3 separate regions of the Mus musculus genome follow, and all the other regions are linked to region 2. The links are chromatin contacts, called in public Hi-C and HiChIP or PLAC-seq maps. All regions are on one chromosome and are shown on one strand. The core of a region is the stretch at or near the end of the contact, and the rest is flanking DNA. Distances in the headings are between cores, read along the strand shown.

What was found. HiChIP or PLAC-seq counts read pairs in DNA pulled down with a chosen protein or histone mark. Hi-C and Micro-C count contacts between places; a contact is called where the count stands out from the background.
Region 1: a contact with region 2 is called in a CTCF HiChIP or PLAC-seq map of the NIH/3T3 cell line, with 10 read pairs. The contact joins two enhancer-like sites. A contact is called at or near these places in 1 of 39 promoter capture datasets (the C10 cell line), 1 of 15 datasets of contacts at CTCF or cohesin (the NIH/3T3 cell line), 4 of 484 Hi-C or Micro-C datasets (nephron progenitors, neural progenitor cells, stem cell-derived neural progenitor cells and 1 more) and 2 of 115 datasets of contacts at active chromatin or transcription factors (cardiomyocytes and heart atrium).
Region 3: a Hi-C map of uterus shows a contact between it and region 2, with 2.1 times the contacts expected there. The contact joins two enhancer-like sites. A contact is called at or near these places in 3 of 39 promoter capture datasets (the C10 cell line, cranial neural crest and embryonic stem cells), 5 of 484 Hi-C or Micro-C datasets (the AML12 cell line, CD4 T cells, muscle stem cells and 2 more) and 1 of 115 datasets of contacts at active chromatin or transcription factors (large pre-B cells).

What each region holds. Positions count from the first base shown.
Region 1 is chr3:37,872,539-37,876,566 of GRCm38.p6, reverse strand. No RefSeq gene overlaps it. Among named protein-coding and RNA genes, the nearest start is that of Gm20755, 24 kb to the left of the region's middle. Within about 2 kb of position 1,461, at least 143 of the 459 cell types and tissues checked have an H3K27ac peak or open chromatin away from gene starts, as enhancers often do. A contact at or near this core is called in the NIH/3T3 cell line and neural progenitor cells, where this site is marked.
Region 2 is chr3:37,778,869-37,782,821 of GRCm38.p6, reverse strand. No RefSeq gene overlaps it. Among named protein-coding and RNA genes, the nearest start is that of Gm42210, 28 kb to the right of the region's middle. Within about 2 kb of position 2,546, at least 41 of the 459 cell types and tissues checked have an H3K27ac peak or open chromatin away from gene starts, as enhancers often do. A contact at or near this core is called in the NIH/3T3 cell line, muscle stem cells, neural progenitor cells and 1 more, where this site is marked.
Region 3 is chr3:37,905,002-37,909,008 of GRCm38.p6, reverse strand. The region is part of intron 1 of Gm20755 (predicted gene, 20755); the gene reads right to left. Among named protein-coding and RNA genes, the nearest start is that of Gm20755, 8.2 kb to the right of the region's middle. Within about 2 kb of position 1,263, at least 110 of the 459 cell types and tissues checked have an H3K27ac peak or open chromatin away from gene starts, as enhancers often do. A contact at or near this core is called in muscle stem cells and uterus, where this site is marked.

The sequences.
Region 1 (4,028 bases), core at 212-2,711, 95 kb before region 2:
CACTCCTGGGAGATCTTGTGCAATCACAGCAATCGTTCCCATATCCATCAGTTCAGGTCAGAAGAGAAACTGGGTTCACTTTCAACTCTAATGTCCTATCAGCACATTCTTACTGTGGGGTTCACCTTCGACACCCTCAACCACAGAAGAGCCCACACCAGGATGTCTGCTGCTCTTCCTCCAAGGGCCCAGTCTGCACAGACTATTGGAGGGGCCTCTGTGCCTCCTCCTGCCGCCTTGAGAGCGTGTTTACACACTGATCGTCAACAGACACAGTGTCTCCAAAACAAGAAGGACAATGACACAGGCGTCACTTGTCTCTGTATATTCACATAAATAACCAGTGTGTGTCTGACAAGAAGAAAACATGAAGCTGATTCCACTGGCATGCAGAGCTGTTCCTGAAGACCAGCCCCCTTGTCTCCCACAACAGCCACTGATGATCTAATTATGTCTTCCCCTGTGTGTTGGGATGTCTTTAAAGTACTTCCCGACAAGTAAGCAACTAACAAGAAAGCCATGTTCCTTCCCATTTAGGTCAGATTTCCCAGTCTCACCAATGGCCCCTGTAGCCAGGGAGAGGGCTTTTCTCACATATGTTCCATGCTGCCTGTTTTCCTGCCCTAGACAGGCAGATGGAGCAAGGCACGACAGTCCCTTATGGGGCTGACAGATGGGCAGAGAGGGTCGCTCCACTCATGTGTTCTCACACACTGTGGACATCCTGTTTATCTGGCTAGCCTGCTCAGGACTGGCCTTGGTATATCAGCACATTACTGACAGCTGGGAAGATCTCCAGAGGAGCATGCCTTTCCTGTGACAAGCATCCCAAACAGCAACAGGAGCATGTGTCTCTCCACCACGGCCACAGAAAGTAGAGCACACTGGATTTGTGGGCTCTGAGGACAATCACCCACAGGTCCTGCCACACTCTGGGCTGTGCCATCCAGCACACTCTTGCACCTGTATGTCTGGGCACTTTGGGAAGGTCAGGGTGGCAGGCTCCCACCTCCACAGCCTCAGAGGTTACAGCCCTTCCTTCTAGGCCCTGTGTCAGAGCAAAGGAATGTCTCTCAGCCTGATCGAGGCCCTGTGGGATCTGTTGAAAATGCAGGACAGCTGTGGGCCTTGGCGAGGCCGTCTGTGAATGTATGAGACTTGGACACAATTCAAAGCCAGAAATAACTGCAGGACTCAAGCCTGACTCTTGTTTCTCTCTCTCTCTCTCTCTTTCTCTCTCTCTCCCTCTCTCTCTCTCTCTCTCTCTCTCTCTCTCTCTCTCTCTCTTCCTCCTTCCCTCCTTTACTCCCTCTTTCTCTCCCCACCCTCATCAGTGTGTGTGTGTGTGTGTGTGTGTGTGTGCGTGCATGCGTGCGCATGTGTGAATATAAGAGAGAGAGAGAGATCACTCATTCCTTACACTCTGGAGCTGGATCGCAGTCTCATCTCCAACGGTTTCCTGTGCTCTTCATGGCAAAGAATTGTGGGTAACACATTCTCCTTCCATGTGAAAAGCAGCAGCAGGGTTGGGGTGAGCAATAAACCACTTTCCATGATGCTGAAGAACAGGAAATTGAGGAAGAGCCTTTTCCAGGATCCAGCTGGAAGCTGGGAAGCCGCCTAAGGCACACTCTTGTTTGGAAGTCCTCTTCAGGAGCATAGCCAGGTGCTCAGAGGGCTTGGGGAAGCTCTTGTCTTCTCCAGTCAGCTTCCTGTTAAACGGTCCAACTATGACTCTAAGGGTTTGAGCCCTCGACTCTGAGGTCCTTCACCATTTACCTTACAGCAAGAATAATCAGGGAAGGAGCCGACAGTTGGGACATCACTCCAAGACTGCTCCTACAAAGCCAGGTGACTGACACACTACAGAGCTGACTCCAGCCTCAGAAACTGGACTCTAGACATTTTGGCTTCAATAGTACCTGGAGATTCAAATATGCCGTGACAAGACTTGTAAGTGAGGAAATAGCATAGGACACTTGTCACTGTTGCCTGTGTTGAAATTGCTGCCTTTGGGCACAATCAAGTTTTGCTAGCTAACCCCAAGTACAGAGTTGGCTTTGTGTCAGTGTTGACAAGATACTGTGTGTATGAGTGTGTGTGTGTGTGTGTGTGTGTGTGTGTGTGTGTGTGTGTGTAAGAGAGAGAGAGAGAGAGAGAGAGAGAGAGAACCAGGCCCTCATACATCTTAGACAAATTCTCTACCACCCACCTACACACTTGCCCCAATATACTGGCTAAATATTCTGTACTTTAGCCATGATAACTTTCCTAGATGGGGCCTTAAAACTAAAGAATTGTTGGTGCAATTAATATCGTGTTGCTGATATATTAAAATGAATTAAACACACACACACACATATATGACAGGAGAAACCATTCGAAAGGAGAAAGAATTTCCTACAGAGAATTGTACAGATGACATGGGGCCCCTCATGAGCTAAAGGAGATGCCTGGGAGTATAGAAGCACAGAAAGAATTGCTGTGTCTCCACAACCCACAGAACTGGAAGCAGCGTCCCTGACGAGGCTCTCTGGGAGGCCACAGGTGCTCTGCTCATGAGCATTTCCCTCACATGATGACCAGTATTATACTGTGATCCTAGAGGAACATGAGTGGGAGAACGCATTAACTCACTGCATCCCACCAAGTCAAACATGCTTGACAGCGGACTTCTGTCCCACTGTGGGATATTAGGCATCCACCCACAGACATCAGTAGGGACAAAGTGGTTCTCATCCAATACAAATCCTTCTCCCCTTCCCCAGCACCACAGACAGCAGACACTTGCTTTCCTACCTCTTTGCAGCTCAAGTGACCTGCCTTCCTGTGATTCAGGGAGGTCACAGATGCAAAGGAAGAAATGCAACCTGCTTACTGTCATCCTAAGAAGCGGACCTCATCCTCTCAATGACCTTGACTGCCATCTCTAGCCCAGATTCTGTGCTTTAGATCATTTTTCTTAAAGTGCATTCCAAAACTGTATCAGATTTGGGATCCATAAACCTATAACATTATTGGCCTCCAGGTAAGAGAATTCTTCACACAAAATTCACACAAACAGAAATCCTCCTTGACTCTCCTCTCCTCGGCCACCACTCTGTCGTGGGATTGCTCAAGGAATCCTAGATAATTTTCCCCTTGGCATCATTTAGCAATGAGTCAACCTTGGGACCACCTTTTCCCAGACTCATTGCTTCATAAGAAAAGGTCACAGTACAGACTCCCTTTTCTCTGTCACCCGGCAAAGTTTGCCTGCAAAATACTGCGCCTTAAAAGCTTTAAGCAGGATGTAAAAGGTAGAGATGAACCCATGAATGATTGGCACTGAGAAAAAGCCAAAAGTGGCAGGAGGAATTACTAAGACTAATGACAGGAAGACTGTCCCCTCCTGACAACTCAATAAGACTAAGGGGTGAAGGGTCACATGTCTGGCTAAAATGGTTGTTCTTTTCTCTAGAGGCTAATGTCTAGTTGTGCAAAGATTCATTTAATACACTTACTTTTATTTTTAACTACATAATTATTTATTGATGCCTTTCTCCTGCAAAAGTGTACAGGTTTTATGTGTTGGTCTTTATTCCCTATTTGAACTCTACCATTTAGAACATAGCTTTTAGAGCCAAGTATCAAAAATTACTTCTTCAGACAATGGATGGATGGATGGAACAATCGATCGATTGATGGACAGACAGACAGATGGGCATCACCCTTAGAAGCCCCCACTCTACTCTTGGTCCCAACTAAAATAAGTAAAGAAAGCTGTTTTATTCCCTCCCCCATGGAGGCTACAGAATGCATTGTTCAAGTAGCTTTTTGTTTGTAATTATAAACAAAACTGATATTAGCAATGAAAAGAACAATTTTTGAAGTTCCAATGCATTTTCTATAGCAATCAGATTAATACAGCATATAAAAAAACCAGGGAGAAATGAAAAAGAGGCAAATTCAGAATCCCTCTGAAATTCTCCCTTTCAGATGTTTTTAATCAAGTTATTGCCATAAGTTCCCTTTCTCCAGGCCAGGTC
Region 2 (3,953 bases), core at 1,297-3,796:
GAATCTGAATTCCTGTGCCCAGCATCCACATGAAAGCCAGAATGAACATTACATGTCTGTAACCCTGGGACTGGAGGGCAGAGACAGGGAGCCCAGGAGCTCAGTGGACAGCTAGTTTAGCAGAAATAGCAGGCTCCAGAGTCAGGGAGAAACACTGCCTCAAAACATACAGTAGAGAAGTAATTAAGGAAGACACCTCAATGTCAACTTCTGGCCTCCACAAGTATGTGTATGCATGTGTGCACATATGTTACTTTCAAACACATACACACACACACACACACACACACACACACATACTACTACTACTACTACTACTACTACTACTACTACTACTACTACTACTACTACAAGACTGACATGACAGCAGCACTTAGGAGATAATGAAGGATCAGAAATTTAGGGTCATCTTCAGCTACATATCAAGTTTGATGCTTGAGTCCAGGCTGGGTTACATGAAATCCCATCTCAAAAGAAAAAGAGGGAGGGAGGACGGGAGGGAGGGAGGGAGGGAGGGAGGGAGGGAGGGATGGAGGGAGGGAGGGAGGGAGAGAGATAGAGATAGAGAGAGAGAATATTCTAAAAAAAATACATAAACCTTTTTTTGTCCCATTAAGTTGACAAAGAATTTGAATATGCTTCATGTTGCTGAATATCCACAAGGATTGGTGTCCCCATAATTTCTGGTGACATGTTGTCTAGTGTAGAGTACTTGTCATTATAAGTGTCTCTTTTTCAGTGTGTACATCATTTAATCCGGAAATCTAAGAAATAACTACTGTGGACCATTGAAGCCAGGTGTTGATCATAAAAAGTGTTTAAAGGAAACAAGTGATAAATTTAGCAACAGGAGATACTTTTACACGAAGATGTCGTGCCTGAAATCTCAACCATGGCAAGATATAGTCAGAGACTGGCAAGCCTCTGAAAGCCTGTTGGCCAGCTGGTCTGATCTAGGTAGTGAAGTTGCAGGCTTCACCCACACTCATCCTCTCTCTCTCTCTCTCTCTCTCTCTCTCTCTCTCTCTCTCTCTCTCTCTCTCTCTCTCTCTCACACACACACACACACACACACACACATTTAATGTAAAGTACTTGTCTATTAAGTGCTAAACCCTGGGTTCTGGAGGGAAGGGGCAATCTAGAACACTCTAGAAGAGCTGTATATCATCCCATTCCCTAGTCAGTTTTATTCACCATGACTGATCTGATATAGCCTGTGGGAGCAATGGACTCATAATCATAAAACTCTTTTGCTAATCTACTGTGGATGCTTAAGTCTCTTTACATTTAACCAGGGAGGAGTGGAGATAAGTTCTTGAAGAGAAAAATATATTCCAGAGTTCTGTATACAGAGAACCAATTTAACTGTACATTTTTTTTAAAAGTATAACTTTCTACATACCTATTTCTGAGCTCTAAGGAAATGAAAAACAAACCTTGAACATAAGATACAAAGAAGAGGAATTCAGATGACTCCATTTCTGGCTATAAAACCCACTGCTTGCAGCCAACATCACCAGAACACTCTGTGACTTGTGTTGTCCTGTGGCCCGAATCTATCATAGACTGGGGAAGTTGCTGTGGGCTTCTGTATTTGCTTGTGGAGTAATTCCTTTTCACATCAGCTCTAATTTTTCCTTTCTGTCCACATAAGGACATTACATCTAATCACCAAGAGTCAGATGGGTGGGAATTCCAAAACTGAAATCTCCCCGCAATCCCAAGGTTCCTGGGACAGACATCCCCTATGCTCCTTGCTGTAGCTTGCTTTTTGATTTCATATACAAGGAGCCAGACTTTGACCTCACTCCTGTGGAGACTGTGAAGGAGACAAAAGAAGAATCAGAGCAGGGCTAGATGGCAGCAGGCTGAACAAGGTTATCGGAGGCTTTCAGAAGACATCAGGAAGGGAAATGCCAGGCACAGATGGAACTGTGCTGGACAGCACACAGCTGCCGCCATGCCCATGTCCATGCACTGTGCTTCAAGTGACTGTCAAACAATACCTTGAACAGTATCACTACTGCTACACTAAACTATTACTATTGCTATCACTATTTCTATTACTATTTCTATTACTATTATCAATTACAGAACGTTAGCATTTGGTTTTCTCCGATTTCATCTCTTGCTCATAAATCGTCCACGCAGTCATTCATTAACTGCTCATAAAGACGCAGCACCTCATACATTGTCACTTAATTGTGCTATGTGACAGTGGGCTCCCTAGGAGGCAAAGATTCTACAAAAGAACACTTGTAAAGAAAGCCAAGGCCAACAGCCTGACTAAGCCAGTAAGAATAAAAATGGTTGCTAACAAGGAAACAAGAGTTGACAACTAAAGCTCTCGGAACCAACGGGGAAACCGACGGAGAAAATGAATAGCTGGGACATTTGAATGGTTGAGGGAAAGGATGTCTCAGACCCAGGCGAGGGGGAGGAACAGACATAAAACTAGAACTAGAAGATTAACCGCTAAGCTCAGAATGAATCATAGAGGGAAAAGATGGATTACTGAGCTCGAAGGAGTGAGTCAGGAAGCCTTGCACAAAGCTGCCTCAGAGGATCCTCCCTGCACGTCCAGAACAATAGAAACTTACCCTGTGTGCAGAAAGGCCTTGCTGGCAGAGCCAACTCTACACATAAAGAGGAAAGAACAAATGAAAGAAAAGATTATTCAAATTGCAGGGAAGTATTAAATAGAAGGACAGGGCATTTCTGCGATACCTGATGCTGTTGAAGGCTGGTCCTTACTTACACTGGCATCCATGAGGGACCTTCAGGAGACTCTGCTCACAGAAGCAAAAGTGACAAGATGGAATGTACGGTGAAGCAAAGCAAACATCCAGCAACTGAGAAGACTAAATCAATTTACCCCACGAAATACAAAGCTAGAACAAGTGAGCATTCTTCTCATTTTAGAACAGGACAACACCAACAAAAATCCCTGCCCCTGGGTATATAGGTCGAACTTCAGGAACTGGAGAGATGGCTCAGCACTTAAGAGCTCTCACTGCTCTCTGGGTGGACATAGATTAAGTTCCCAGCACCCATTTATAGAGTGGCTCACAACCTCCTGTGCTCCAGCTCCAGGGAATCTGAAGGACTTCTTCTACCCTCCACAGGTACCCAAACACTTGTACAACACACACACACACACACACACACGTCAAAACAAAATAAATTTTCCTTTATGCTGGAGCTCTCCAACAGTGGTACAGCACTACCTCTGGGTTCAGTTCTCAGCTGGGGTTGGGGCAGCAAAATTACAAAATAATTCTTTTTTTAAAGTTGAATATTAGCCACATTTTAAATAAAAATCCCAAGATAAACTGGCAAAGCTAACCCTGTGAATAAATAAAGAATCCCTCAGAACTGATGCCACTTTTGCAGTGAACAAGGAGAAGTGGGCGTGGTTGGGTACTTTTTAAAAATTAGTGGCAAAATACTTGAGAAAGGCAATTTAATTTGAGCTCATAGCTCAGCCCGTGACATGATCCTTCCTTCCTGTACCTTGTGGAGAGAAAGAACCTTAGAGCAGAGAAGACCTGGTGGAGCAAAGAGGCTCAGAAGTGCAGGAAGATGAGAAACAGACAGGTTAACACCCCCAGGTGCCTACTTCCTCCAATGAAGCTACAGCTCCGGAAGTTTCCACCATCCCAACATTTTCAACTCAAGAGTCTATCTTGGACTAGCCATGGATGAAGTCAGTGCCTTCTTCATGCCCCACTCATTTTCTTGATATTGTGTTAAACTTATCGTTACATAACATTTAATTTGCGAATGTATTGTTTCTGAGTAGCCTTATTCTGGTATTTTCACACATCCTAAAATACATAAGTGGAAGAGTTTAGGAGAAACAGATTCGTGTCTTGCTGTTGAGGTTTGGTCTGTTGTTATGTACTGTAATGCTGAAGAGTGGCCCTGGATGCCCCAGGGAGGAGATCCTT
Region 3 (4,007 bases), core at 14-2,513, 130 kb before region 2:
TCAGTTGTATACGTATATTTGTTCTCATGGGCTTTAAACAGAGATTCAAGGTCACTTCTAAAGTTCATGGTCAGAGGGAAGGTTGCCCTTCAGTTGTATTTTCACCTCTTAGATCTTTATACTGAGCAAGGCTTGTGTTTTCAGATGGTATTTTTCATGGGATCTTGTTAAAGAAAGCTGCATGGCTGCAGAAAGTGACACAGAAACTCCCTGAGCCTCCCTTGACCTTGCCACACAGCCTCTGCCCACACCGTCAGCAGCCAGCAAGCCACGGTGTACACCTTCCGTCCCAAGATGAAGAAGCCAGAGGCCAGGAGGGAGGCTTTCCCACCCATCCATGGTCCTCAGTGGAGACTGAATGTCTGGCTTCAGGAACTGCATGCTTCACTTCCCCAGGGGCATTCCATGCCTGGCTCCAAAGGAACTGGGTATTTCAGAGCACTGTCTGATTAGAAACAGTCAACCATGAAGACCCTGAGAACTTCAGGGAGACAAGGACGGCCCTGTGAGTCCTGATAACGTGAGGATGACCCCAAATGTCACATTAGTGCGTAGCAGAACGATACTCGGTAGCTTCTGGAAACACAGAAAGCACTCAGTAATAAGGGTACCTGGCTGGTAACTAAAGCCCTGAACCATTACATTAACCATGCAAGATCAATGAAAACTTTCTCTCTTTATGTTTTTGTGTGCGTAGAAAAGTATATGTCTGCCTCATGGTCTTTCCCCCAGATTCTATTTCTTACAAAAAGATGAAAATACTCTTGTCTCTTCCTGCATTATCTTTCCAACTACTTTATAGAGTAAGACACCACAATGAACTAAATACCCATCTCAGGGAATAACTGAAAATACACAGGCCAAGGTTCATGCGTCAACCTACTTTATTTTATTTTGTTTGTTTTATCTTTATTTGTCTTCATAAATCAATGGCCTCCCTTCAACCCTTCCCCACAGGAGCAGGAAGGACAAGCTGTGTGTTGGCTGCTGTGTAGATGAACACATGAAACCAGAGAGAGTACAAGGAGGGAGATGAACTGCGTGAGCTCCGAGTTCCTATCTGATCAAACCCTTAACCTCTGTTTCCTTCCTTGCCCTGAATATTTATTTTAACTCCGAGGCTCAGTCTTCGACCTTCGATGCCAGAAATATTCTCACACATTCCGAGAAGGTGCTTTCATCCAGTTCCAAATAATGTCAGGGTAAGGGTCAAACCTGGGTCCTGGCTTGTCCCGGGCAAAGTCCACCCAACGTTTGGCATGTCTGCACGCTGTGCAGGCAGCTGACAAGGGACTGTTGACAGTCCAGTTTTTACTTCCCGCCCTCTCCTCCTCCTCTGAGTTTACATTGCAGAACAGACAATAAACTGCTTCTAGACTCTTCCCAGCCCCCCTCGCTCAAAAGCTGAACTGAAGACAGAAAGCACCCTCCACACCCTGCTCCTCCAGCTTGACCCTACCTGTGTTTGGCCTTCGCCCCTGGACCAAATCAGCATTCCAGGGCCATGAGAGAATGGCATGTTCACCACCCAACAGGAAACGGAGCAGGCCAGGCGTTGACATCACCTGGCAGATGTGCTTTTCAAGTGTGAGGCTTTATTCAAACCTTTTCATGGAAATCATTGACACAGAAAAGAAATAAAGAAGAAAAACAAGAGGGAGAGACAAAGTTGGTGCCGAGATGGGCATGTTTTGCACCCCATAAAAAAAAAGGAATTAAAATGAGTCAAGCTCACCTCCCTTCCTCTCCACCCCCACCCCTCCTCACTCATCCTTTAAGTCTGGAAGTCAATGTTTCTGAAACACTATAGCTACTGGCAGGGCAGCCACACATAAAACTGTCAGTCTGCAAGGAAAGTAGACGGTTGAGTTGAGGGGAAAGGGGCTAAATCAATTTGAGCATGCATGTTAAGGACTGTGAAAGGGCAGCATGGAGAACGGCAGGGCCAGAGAACATTTGTCTCTGTCTCCTTGTGTTTCCACCACACAGAGCAGAATCCACCCACTACGGCTCCAGCCAGGCTCTGAGCTGATTGATGGCAGCTGGAGGTGTCTGCTTGCTTCCTCAGCACCCTAATCAGAGGCCCCCTGGGCCCACACTCGTGTACCTATGCTTCTGGGCAGGAAGCATCTACTCAGCCTGCTCTCTGCCAGGACTTAGGAAACACAAGTTCCAGCAAGGCTGGGACAGCTCTGCTCGCCACGGGACCCAATCAGGTAGACTATTCTTCTTAAGCAATGAGCGCATATTAAACCTCATACGGAGAAGAAAAAAATATGAAGTTCTACAAAACGTTTTCATTTTTTATTTTTTAAATATTTTTTATTATTACGTATTTTCCTCAATTACATTTAGAATGCTATCCCAAAAGTCCCCCATACCCTCCCCCCTACTTCCCTACCCACCCATTCCCATTTTTTGGCCCTGGCATTCCCTTGTACTGGGGCTTCCAAATAACTCACTCTCTGGAGGGAAAATAAAGATGACCTGGGTCTTAAGGTTTTCTCAGGCATTGGATTCATTTTGCACCAAAATGCCAGGGTGTGAGCACAGAGCCCAGGGCTGAAGCTGTCAGCCTGACTCCCATCCCCGATTGGGTGTGTTGGGGAGACTCTTTCAGATGCACTTGACACTAGGAATTGCTCCATGCCACGAGCAACAAGCAGGTTTTGTGGACTGTTCTGCCATGTTCACTACGTGGTCAGATTCATTTGAATTTATTGGAATACAATAATCCTAGAATAAAGAATAATGTGTACTCCCTACTGTGATGCAAATATGGTGGGTACACACATGAGGGAGGAAGTCACCCACACATGGCAGGAGCCAGGAGGACAGAGAAGGCTCAGAACTGGACTGGAATCACTCTCCTCTCGTTTTCTTACATAACTACAGTAAAGGCTTCTGGCTGCTCTGATTTCCCAAGCTTCCAAAGTCAGAATAATATTAGTAAGAAATTCTACAGGTAAGATGAACCGCTCAGTGTTCTACTCATGGAAGGGAACCTGTGTAACTTATTTCACATTAGAGATACAATCTAATGTGATTTCATACATGCTGTGGTGTGTGTGTTTATTCACATGTGTGCCTGTACATAAGAGGCCAGAGGTCAACCTTAGATGCTCCTCAGGTGCCATCTCCCACATTTTGTAAGACATTGTCTCTCACCATGTATGCCATGTTGGCTGTGTAGTCAGCCCCAAGGAGTTTGTCTCTGACTTCTGACACTGAGATCATAAATGTGTGCTGCCATGCCCAACCATGTTTGTTAGAGACTAAGCTTTCTCCCCAGTCCTAACAATTTTTCTCATTGTGATAAATATACATCAGATAAAATTTAGCATCTGAAAAACATGTCTACACTTACAATTCACAAAGGCATTGCAGCCATTCACTTTGTGCTACCATAACTCCATTCATCCATAGAACTCTCTCCATCTTGAGAAGAGAAGGTCTGCATCAGCAGGAGCGTCTAAGTGTTCCTGCTGGGAATTAACCCTGTGAGTGCCACTTCCCCACCTCTCAGTTTATTTCCTCACCACCAAATGTGGGCTTGCTCAATTAAGTACATTTATCTCATGTTGTTACATAATCCCATGTTATAATTAGTTACCAGCCCATTCCTTTGCTTGGCATCAAAGAGTTAAAAGAAAGAAAATAATAAAATATACCTAATCAACCATTTTGCTCTTTTTATTACCAAAAGTAAAGGGGAAAGGTTTGTCCATTTTCAGGAAGGAACAGAGTAATGTTGTGAAGATCTTACAACCAAAGAGAGGTAGAGGGTTTTATTTTGCACTGAAGTTAGAGATAACCCAGTACCCATGAGATAATGAAAACTTTACTTAAACCATCTTTTCCTTTATTTACAATAAAAATACGGAAGAAATATAGGTTTATCTTTGTCCCTGTTCAGAGCCCAGGTTGTTATTTGTGGTGGTTCCCACACAGGATCCTGTGGCCTTCTATGACACTGTGCTAATGGGAAAATGTCACTGGGCAGATGA